Linked DNA regions of Mus musculus: region 2 is linked to region 1. The links are chromatin contacts, called in public HiChIP or PLAC-seq maps. All regions are on one chromosome and are shown on one strand. Each heading gives the region's core, a stretch centred on a gene start, on an enhancer-like site or on the middle of the called end of the contact. The rest is flanking DNA. Distances are from core to core; before and after follow the strand shown.

Region 1 (4,370 bases), core at 6-2,505:
TTCGAAGGCTCTGTACACTCTCTATGGACAAGATGATTTATGTGCATTTCTAAACAGTTAGGTTCTCACAGCTGCTTCCACCGATGGCATTGTCACGTGTCATTTCACATAGTTGCTGCTGCAGCGATCTCTGGGCTCAGTGTTTGACCTCTGTCTTCAAATGTTTATATCGCAGCTGATAAAACTCTTAAGGCAGACCTCACAGTGCATGGGGAGTCAGTGATGTCAGTCAGTCATTCTCTGTCCTCTTGTCTTTCCCCCATCAGCTGCATTACAAACTTGCCGCATCAGAGAGGGCTTGAGAGGGCTTTGATGCGGGTCAGTGAGCTGGAGGGTGGCGGTGGCGGTGGTGCTGGGGCTGGGGCTGGTTTGGAAGTGCGCAGGTGTTGGTGGCACCTGCTGCTGCTTTACTTTCTTGTGCTTTGCTACTGCACGTCCAGGGTGAAAATGAGCCACAGGCCCAGAAGGGCAGACTTTTGGAAGCTGGTCAAAATGCTTGATGATGCTTTGTCTTTGTGGCAGAACTCAGTCTGAGTTGTCATCCTCTCTGCTGGCCCTAGCCCTGGGACCCAGTCAGCAAGCACGTGTCCTTTTATTTCACCCGGCTGGTTTCTGCCTAAATTCATTGTCTGCTGAATAGGTCAGAGGTTCTCAGATGAATGCTCTTATATATTAGTTTGTCATTTACTAACCATGTAGTTCCCTGCATGGAAATTCCAAATGTGGGCTTTCCTTGACTGAAATGGACGTGCCTATGCTTCTTGTATTCTCAGGCACTTTGTCTAGGTTGAGGAATGTTAGTGTCCGGTAACTTTTTACGTAGAGACATTCTGCCCTTTGTTCTGTCTTCACTATACTCTTAACTTTGGCTTGCATCTCTACTTACATCTTTTTACCCTTTTTTACTCAGTCAAGCTGCATAATGTTATTGCATAATTCATCGGTACCTTTATTCTTATTGAACAGTCACAGGCAGAGTGGAGCTAAGGATGGACCCCAGTGAATCGGTAGGCATTGCTTTAAGGTGGTATTTTATTTGAATAGTGTATGCCAACTTTTCATTCCATTCCCTTGCATAGTGTTCCAGTAGGAAAGCAAGTTTCCTAGTGTATCCCCTGGAGGACGAGTCTCTTGCTTTCTACTTTTAGCTTACAGCAGCACTTTTCCTGGCAACATTTCAGTTCTGGCCATAGCTGCACTAGGATAGTCATTCCCAGTCCACAGGAGGAGAGGTGGACCACACCAGCCGCCCGGGATCTTGGATTGCAGAGGTGACTGGCCTGGAGGCAGATGCCCCGACCCCTGCAGAGCTCCACCCCAGACAGGGTGTTTCCAAAGGTGCTGAGCAGAATTTAGAGCAGTGACTAATTTGCATTATATGATAACATCTGGTAGGTAGCTCTGGAATCAAAGAAGGGAAAATATGAGCCAGCTACATTGGGGAGTGTGAACTTGGAGCATTCTCTTCCTGCTTCTGGTCCTGAAGTATCTTGAAGATACACACATTAGGTTGTTTTCCTGTGAGCAGACTGTCTATAGAGAAGGATGGAACAGTCTTCACCAGGTGGGTGTGGAGATAGATTCTGACTCACTGCAGGACTGCACTCAGACTCAATGGCAGCCTATCAAGAGGCGTGCCAGCCCAGAGATAAGCATTGGAGATAGCAGAGAAGGCTTGAAAGGCTCAGTAATGAGGATCTGTAAAGGAAATGGTTTTGAAAACATAAGATAGGCATTTAAGTGTCTGCCTTAAGAGAAGGGGGAGGTAACCGGCTAGCAGAAGCCAGGAAACAGGACCCAAACAAAGGCAGCCTGGCCTAGTGCCTGGGAGGACCTGGTGCTAGAACAGCAGTGTTTGTTTATCCAGGCACACACTGCTGCTCCTCTCAAGGGGCTGGCTCGAAGTCCAAGTTCTGGGTGACCTCAGTGCCTGTAGCATTGGAGATAAAAGCTTAACCTAGATATACCCAGTAGTTACAAATTGTTCCTTAGTGAGTGAATTTATCAGCTAACTAACATAAATGTTGCCATATCCTCTTTATTGTAATGGGAGTTCCTTAGAAAACTGGTTTGAGTGGAGAGCTGTAGATGGCCTGTAGTCCTTGATAACAGTAGCCAGGACGCTTGCTCTGGCCAGTATCTGTCTGCAGCATATGGGACAGGTGGAGGCTGTTGAGAGTTCCCCTTGCCTCCTGCACTTCCTGTAAGCCAGCACTGCTTGACTGGTTGTGAAGATTTCTGTTTGTATCTAGGCAGCTCCTCTGAGGGTGGGACTTAACTCTCAGAGGCCCCATTGCAGTGAGATAGAGGGCCTGCTAGTTTATCTGTGGTACACATGGCCCATGGCAAGGGCTCAGTAATTCTGCTTAACCACAAGTGGGACTGGCTCATGTCCCACTCATGTTCACCTCAGAACTTTTCGCTGCTATCTTAAAGTCTTAATATACTAAATATACTTAATATTAAAATGCCACCTGAATTTTCAATTGACTTTTTTACATTTACTTTGTGTGTATATGGCACATGTGTGAAGGTCAGAGGACAACTTGTGGGACTTGGTTCTTTCCACTGTGTGAGCTCTGGGACTAGAACTCAGTAGTTAGGCTTAGCAGTGAGTGCCTTTACCAGATATTTCATCCCACTGGACCTTTTAAATATATTCTATTTGATTATATACAGATTCTGTGAGCCCCTATCTAGTAGTTACATCTCATTTTTTGTCTTGATTTTTTTTTTCTTTTTTTTCTTTTTAAAGACATGGCCTCAGGTAGCTCAGCATGGCCTGTGTAGTCAGAGATGACTCTGAACTGCTGCCCTCTTTGCCTCTATCTCCTAAGTGCTGGGATTACAGATGTGTAACACCATACCCTGTTTATTTGGTGCTGGGACGGAATGGAGGGCCTCATGCATACTAATTAGACAACACTGTACCAGCTGAATTGTTTCCACCCCTTTTACATCTCTCTATTCAGGCTCCAGCCAGGTTAGACTGGACCCTGGTAAGTTTATTCATGAAGTTTTATTCAGTAGTACCATTTCCTAAGCTAGACCTGGAAACAGTCTTTTATCTGATGGCTGAACAGATTCTAGGCAGACACTTGCTTACTGGTGGTTGCTGTGATGGGCCTGGAATTGGGGGCAGGAGTGCACTGGGGACGTTGGGGAAGGCACACCTCAGGACACACTCAGTGTGAGTCAGTCTGTGTGTCTCCTATAATGATTATTTTCTTATAAGTTCAGCTTTTAAAAAAGCTTTTGGGATCCCCAAATACACAAATGCCATCTAAAGCTGTCATTGTTCAGGATGAGTGACCCATTTGGGAGCTTAGGCAGTAAGACACTGTATCTTTGTTACAAGGCATCTTTGTCTGCAGACTCTTGAATTTCTTTTTTTGCCTTCTGCCTCCTACCTAAAAAGGACAAAACCAGAACAAACAAGAAAAGATAGCCACAGGAAACAGTGGTGGAAGGCATTGCTGCAGGAGGTGGGAGAGAGTGTGTTAGGATTAGAGACAGCAGCATTGAGACTCCAGGACTGACTGACTTCGACCAATCAAGGATCCTGAGTCTGGCTTCCCTTAGACTAAATGGGAACAACTTTAGTTTAAAGATTCTCTCCGCTACCCACCTTTACCTTCTTCTCTCTCCACTGGCAACTCTCTCGAAAAGGTTCTCAATGCAGTATTTTATTTAGCAGGTATTATTTTTTACTATAATCTAAGTACTTATTTAAATACCTTTCCATTTAATCTTACTATTTTTTAAAAATAGGTGTTTGTGCGCATGTGCACACATATGTGTGTGCGTGCCTGCATGCGTGTGTCAGGGTCCACAGAGGCCAGAAGAGAGCATTGGTTCCAAGGAACAGGACTTAGAGGCAGTTGTGAGCTGCCCCATGTGAGTGCTGGGAACCACACTTGGCTCCTCTGGAAGAGCAGCAAGCACTCTTAACTGCAGAGCTGTTTCGATGCCTTTATTTTTATGTTTCCTCTTTTTGACCTGGTCTGGAACTGAAATAAATGGAACCTTTTCAGAGAGCTGACTTCATGGCCACATATGAATAGGTTTAGCTCTCACGCTGTGTAATGATCCACATCATCCTTACCCCAGTGCTTTTAATATGCTGCTGTTCTTAGGTAGAATGTAAGGAAGACATATAGTCATTAGCTTCTAATATGTATATAACCTATATATTGATCAGCTTCTAATGGGGAGAATAGTCATGGTGAAGGACTTAGGGTGGAATCAAGCTAACTCAGTTTTGCTGAGTCAAAGTGATCTGGGACTCACCATCTTCCTGCCTCAGTTTCCCTAATACTGGGATTGCAGGTGTATCCCACCATTTCCAACTATAAGTATGCCTTGTTTTG
Region 2 (4,621 bases), core at 73-2,572, 710 kb before region 1:
CCGGGCCCTCTCCCACGACAGTATTTTCTTTCCTGAATCGGGACAGGACCCTGCTCGGCCCGTGCGGGTGTTCTCCCAAGAAAATGTGTGCGACCGGATCAAGGCTTTGCAGGTAAGGGTTCGCTTGGCACTCTCACTGGGTGTCTGTCCAGTGTTAATCTAGAAGTTTCTAAGTGATCTCAGCTTAGCATTTTATACAGTTGAAAGTCGGGTCACAGGTTCTTCACGGGTCTCAGGCATGCAAGTTAGTCACATTCTGACTCACTGTTGGTGACTGCCTAAAGAATAAGGACAGTGGTGAGGGAGCTGGGGACAGACATTCAGGTCAGGGCACTGTGCTAGGGTGCTGAAGTTATTTCCTGAATGAATGAATCAGAGCAGGAAGATTTGTTGCTAGCTATTGTTGATGAAAACACTAAGAATGGTTACTATTCCCTCAATCTAGTTAAAGATACAATGTAACGTGAAGATGGGGCCACCGCCTCCAGGAGGCCTTCCTATCAAGCGGGCAGAGGAAACCGGCATGAGTTCTGAGGATGACGGACTGCCCCGCAGCCCCCCAGAGATGTCCCTGCTGCACGATGTGGGTCCAGGCACAACTATAAAGGCGAGTACAGTCTGTGCCCTTGAATATTTCCATCCACTCCTGACACTAAGCATTGATAGAACTCTGGAGGACCCTCCATGTCTTCCAGCAAGGTCTCTTGAGTGAGGGAGACTGCGCTGCCGTTTTGTGCGGTTGTGTGGTCAGTCTGATGCCATCTGCTCTGTGCCTTATCTTTCTTGTCTGAGCAGATGCCCAGACCCAGAAAAGAAGGGCAGGGGCTCCCTCTCCTCTGCATCTCCCCTCCCATGGCAGTGGCCAGAGCACAAAGAGAAGAGTAAACACTGAATTATATTCAGCCCTGTTCCTGAGTCCTGACCGCAGAAACCTGTTGGTTTGGGCGAGTCACATGAAGCCCTCAGGGTAAAGGCAGCCCAGGGAGTCTGACCAGCAGTGTCTGACCTCAGCCACTGCAGGAAGTGATCCCAACTGTTGTACCCCCATAGACTCCATTTCACAAAGAAACACCCCAGCATGTTCATGGGCTACTTTTGTTTGTGGTAAGAATGTTAATGTACACATATATAGAAGACAAACAGGATGGCCATTTTCTCCATATTAGTAAGCCAAGCGAAGGGCAAATGGGAATGATCCAAATGATATTGATCCTTGAAAAACAAGTAAAAACAGAGTTGGTGTTTGATAGCTGGGCATCCTTGGATCCCGTTCAACCCTGGCCCTGCCAGGGCGTTGTTTACAATGTAACTGTAGAGTTACCACTTCTGGGCTGTTTGGAATTGTATTCGGTAACCACTCAACTTAGGTACATAGAGTTCCCTCTTCCCAGACACGAGCTTGTTCTTTCTTGTAGTTGTGAGCACCCAGAATATTAGTAATGGAAAATCAGGACTGTGGTGTGGCTGATTTTAAGTCAGCTCTAGGGGTTGGCAACTCCCATGGAGCTGCCTAGAGTATGACTCCCAGAATCTGGCCTCAGGGAAACCTATCTCTGGTCACAGTAAGAGTAGGCTCTGGGGCCAGAGGCTACCAACCCACACCTGCTCTCCAACTTCAAGAAGGCCTGGATGATGGGGAAGGTTGCCTTACTCTGTGGAATAAAACTATGCCCGTTAGCAACTTAAAACACTCTTGTGTACAATTGCATTGTCCCTTTTCAGAATTAGATATGGCTGTGTGTCAGGCTCTGTTTGTGAGGCGATACCTGTGAGGAGCTACCTGCTGGTTCATTTTTGACTTTACCCTCCTTCCTCTATCTCTTGAGCCTTGGACTCCAGTCTCTGACTTACAGTAGCTGGTTCTATCTGCAATTGGCTGCATTGGGTGGGGCGGGGTGGGGTTTCGGGGAGCAGCTTCATTTGTTGAAGACAGAGTTCAACTCCAAACCCGATCACCACTGCAGTGCACAAATTTTAATTAGCCAAGTGGGGGTCACTTGTGCAGGGGCCACACTTACCTAACTTTTTTATTCCAATGGTTCTGACTTTTTATTTTAAGATGAACTCTGAGGTTGTACCAGTTATTGGGTAGTATACCAAATCTGCTTTCATCGTGGGAAGCCAACGTTTGGGAATGGTGGGTGCACGGCTTTCATTCCAGGAGGAGGCAGATGGAGCTCTGTGAGTTCAAGGCCAGCCTGGTCTATAGACTGAGTTCCAGGACAACCAGGGCTACATAGAGAGACTTTAGCTCAAAAAGCAAACAAACAAAAATGTTAACCGGACACTAATATTTAGGTCCAGTGTTCCAATAGAGACATGCAGATAATAATTATTATTATTATCTTTGTTTGCATGGTTGTTTAGAGATGGTGGGTTGTTCTTGGAACCTAGAGGATGGATCCCAGATTCTCTCTCTTTTGTACTAGTTGGTTTTGTGTCAACTTGACACAAGCTAGAGTCATCAGAGAGGAAGGAGCCTCAGTTGAGGAAATGCCTCCATGAGATCCAGCTGTAAAGCATTTTCTCAATTAGTGATCAATGGGGGAGGGCCCAGCCCATTGTGGGTGGTGCCATCCCTGGGCTGGTCGTCCTGGGTTCTATAAGAAAGCAGACTGTGCAAGCCATGAGGAGCAACCCAGTAAGCAGCACCCCTCCCTGGCCTCTGCATCAGCTCCTGCCTCCAAGTTCCTGCCCCCATTTGAGTTCCTGAACTGACTTCCTTTGATAATTAGCTGTGGAAGCATTAGCCAAATAAACCCTCCCCTCCCCAACTTGCTTTTGGTGATGGTTCGTTGCCACAATAGAAACCCTGACTAAGACATCACACACCTGAGCTGCATGCACTATAGCATAGCATCTGTGCTTTGCAGGACAGCCTGCCGACACCCACTCCAAGAAGAGGCTCACTGTATTCAGTGGGGCAGGCATCTTAGGGTATTCTCTCAGTCTTCCTTCTGTCACCTGGCAACGCATTTGCTCACTGCTGACTGCTAGTTCCTCCCCGCTGAGGTGTAAACTAGTAACATGCCTGTAGCTCACCATATGGTAGCCGAAAGCCAGACTCCTCGTGAGGCTGTAAAGACCCTTTCCAATGAACAAAGTTTGCCAGATAAGAGGCTGACAGGGGGCTCCATGCTTCCTGTGACCTGAACCCTGATGTCTCACTGCTGGGCCACATGCCAAGCTTGACAAAAACAGCAGGTTCCTCCACCCCTAGAGACACTGGGCTAGTCTGTTTTGTTGGTTAAAGTAGCTATGGAAAGTCTTCCTGTGAAGAGGAGTGGCCTCAGGGTTGTCCCCACCCTTTGACCTCCCAGTCATTTGCTCTAAAGCGATAGTCTTAAACATTCCCCAACTGAAATTCCCCAATTGAAAATACTCTGCTCCAGGTACAGGCTAGAGAGCCCAGACGCACACCAAAGGGGAGCTGGTAGGATAGCAGTCTCCATCCTTGTCACTAAATTAATGCTTGGTGTGTTTGTCCCTTGTGACACGAAGATCCTAGTGTCCTCGTCCCGGCCACAGTCTCCCGACCACATGAGCGATGCCTCCATCTCGTCTCGGACCTTGGATGGTAGCCTAGCTCCTGTGGTTGACTTCAGCCACCCTCCAGAATTCTCTTCCTGCCTGGACAACTCTGCAGCTAAACACAAACTCCTGGTGAAGCCCCGCAACCAGCGATCAAGTAAACTGAGGCGGCTGTCTTCGGTAATCGGCCTTCCTCCTCAGTGGAGGGATGGGGTGGGCAGACATGACAGTCTTACCTGCTGCCTGATAGCCCTTCTGAGCACCTCCATGGTGGGTAAGATCACACTGCAGATGCTAGTTTGCTCATCTTTTGCACCTTGAATGGGACATGTCTCCCTTGCATAAACACCCTCCTTAGACATTAATACTTGCATGGATATGTTCATTCCACAAACACCAAGAATCCACAGTATCGTGTGCCAAGCCTGACACCATCTATTCCTGGACTCCTTTTACCCTGACGGGGCTTAGATCCCTCAGCTCTAGAGAAGGTGGGGGTGGAGGGCTGGGCAAGCGTGCCAAGGACAATGGCTCACACTGAGGACTTACAGAGTAACAACCTTCCCTATCCTCCTCTCAAGACACAATCACAGTGTTGAAGATTTCATGACAAGCTAAAGTGCAGACAAATGGCAGGGCCCACTTGTGTTTCAGGAACTTCCTGAAGAGAGTGAGTTGTCTGTTTGGCAAATGGGAGTTCTAGTCTGGTGACTGGAAGAGCTGCCAAAGGTTATGACCCAGAGCTCGGACAGAGACGACCTCCCCTCAGCCCTCTGTGCTGTGCTGCTCATGGCTTGGCAGCTTCATCTTCCCGGGGATTACTGTATGTTGTACCGGGTACTTCCTAATGACGCAGGGGCAGGGATAACGCTAGCCTAGACTGATTCTACATCTTGGTACAAGCTAAGCATTTCTGGTTCCAGAGTGCCAAACCATTTCAATGCCCCCACAGGAGGAAATGCCCAGGAGATTATCTAGATGAAGTGGACACAGTGATCCTGTGTCCTGGCTGTGATGGAGAGGTTGAGCTCCTTCCTGCTGCAGTTGGCCAGAGGTACTAGGCCATTCAGAAATTGTTTTTCTACCCTTT

Evidence for each region. HiChIP or PLAC-seq counts read pairs in DNA pulled down with a chosen protein or histone mark.
Region 2: a FOXA1 HiChIP or PLAC-seq map of pancreatic cancer cells shows a contact between it and region 1. The contact joins two enhancer-like sites. A contact is called at or near these places in 1 of 115 datasets of contacts at active chromatin or transcription factors (pancreatic cancer cells) and 1 of 9 other capture datasets (embryonic stem cells).

What each region holds. Positions count from the first base shown.
Region 1 is chr1:36,917,771-36,922,140 of GRCm38.p6, reverse strand. All of the region lies in intron 1 of Tmem131 (transmembrane protein 131), which reads left to right. Among named protein-coding and RNA genes, the nearest start is that of Tmem131, 20 kb to the left of the region's middle. Within about 2 kb of position 1,255, at least 201 of the 459 cell types and tissues checked have an H3K27ac peak or open chromatin away from gene starts, as enhancers often do. A contact at or near this core is called in pancreatic cancer cells, where this site is marked.
Region 2 is chr1:37,627,307-37,631,927 of GRCm38.p6, reverse strand. It overlaps Cracdl (capping protein inhibiting regulator of actin like), which reads left to right. Exons shown (of 10, transcript NM_028096.1): 4 at 1-112; 5 at 446-607; 6 at 3,502-3,711. Among named protein-coding and RNA genes, the nearest start is that of 4930556I23Rik, 15 kb to the right of the region's middle. Within about 2 kb of position 1,322, at least 43 of the 459 cell types and tissues checked have an H3K27ac peak or open chromatin away from gene starts, as enhancers often do. A contact at or near this core is called in pancreatic cancer cells, where this site is marked.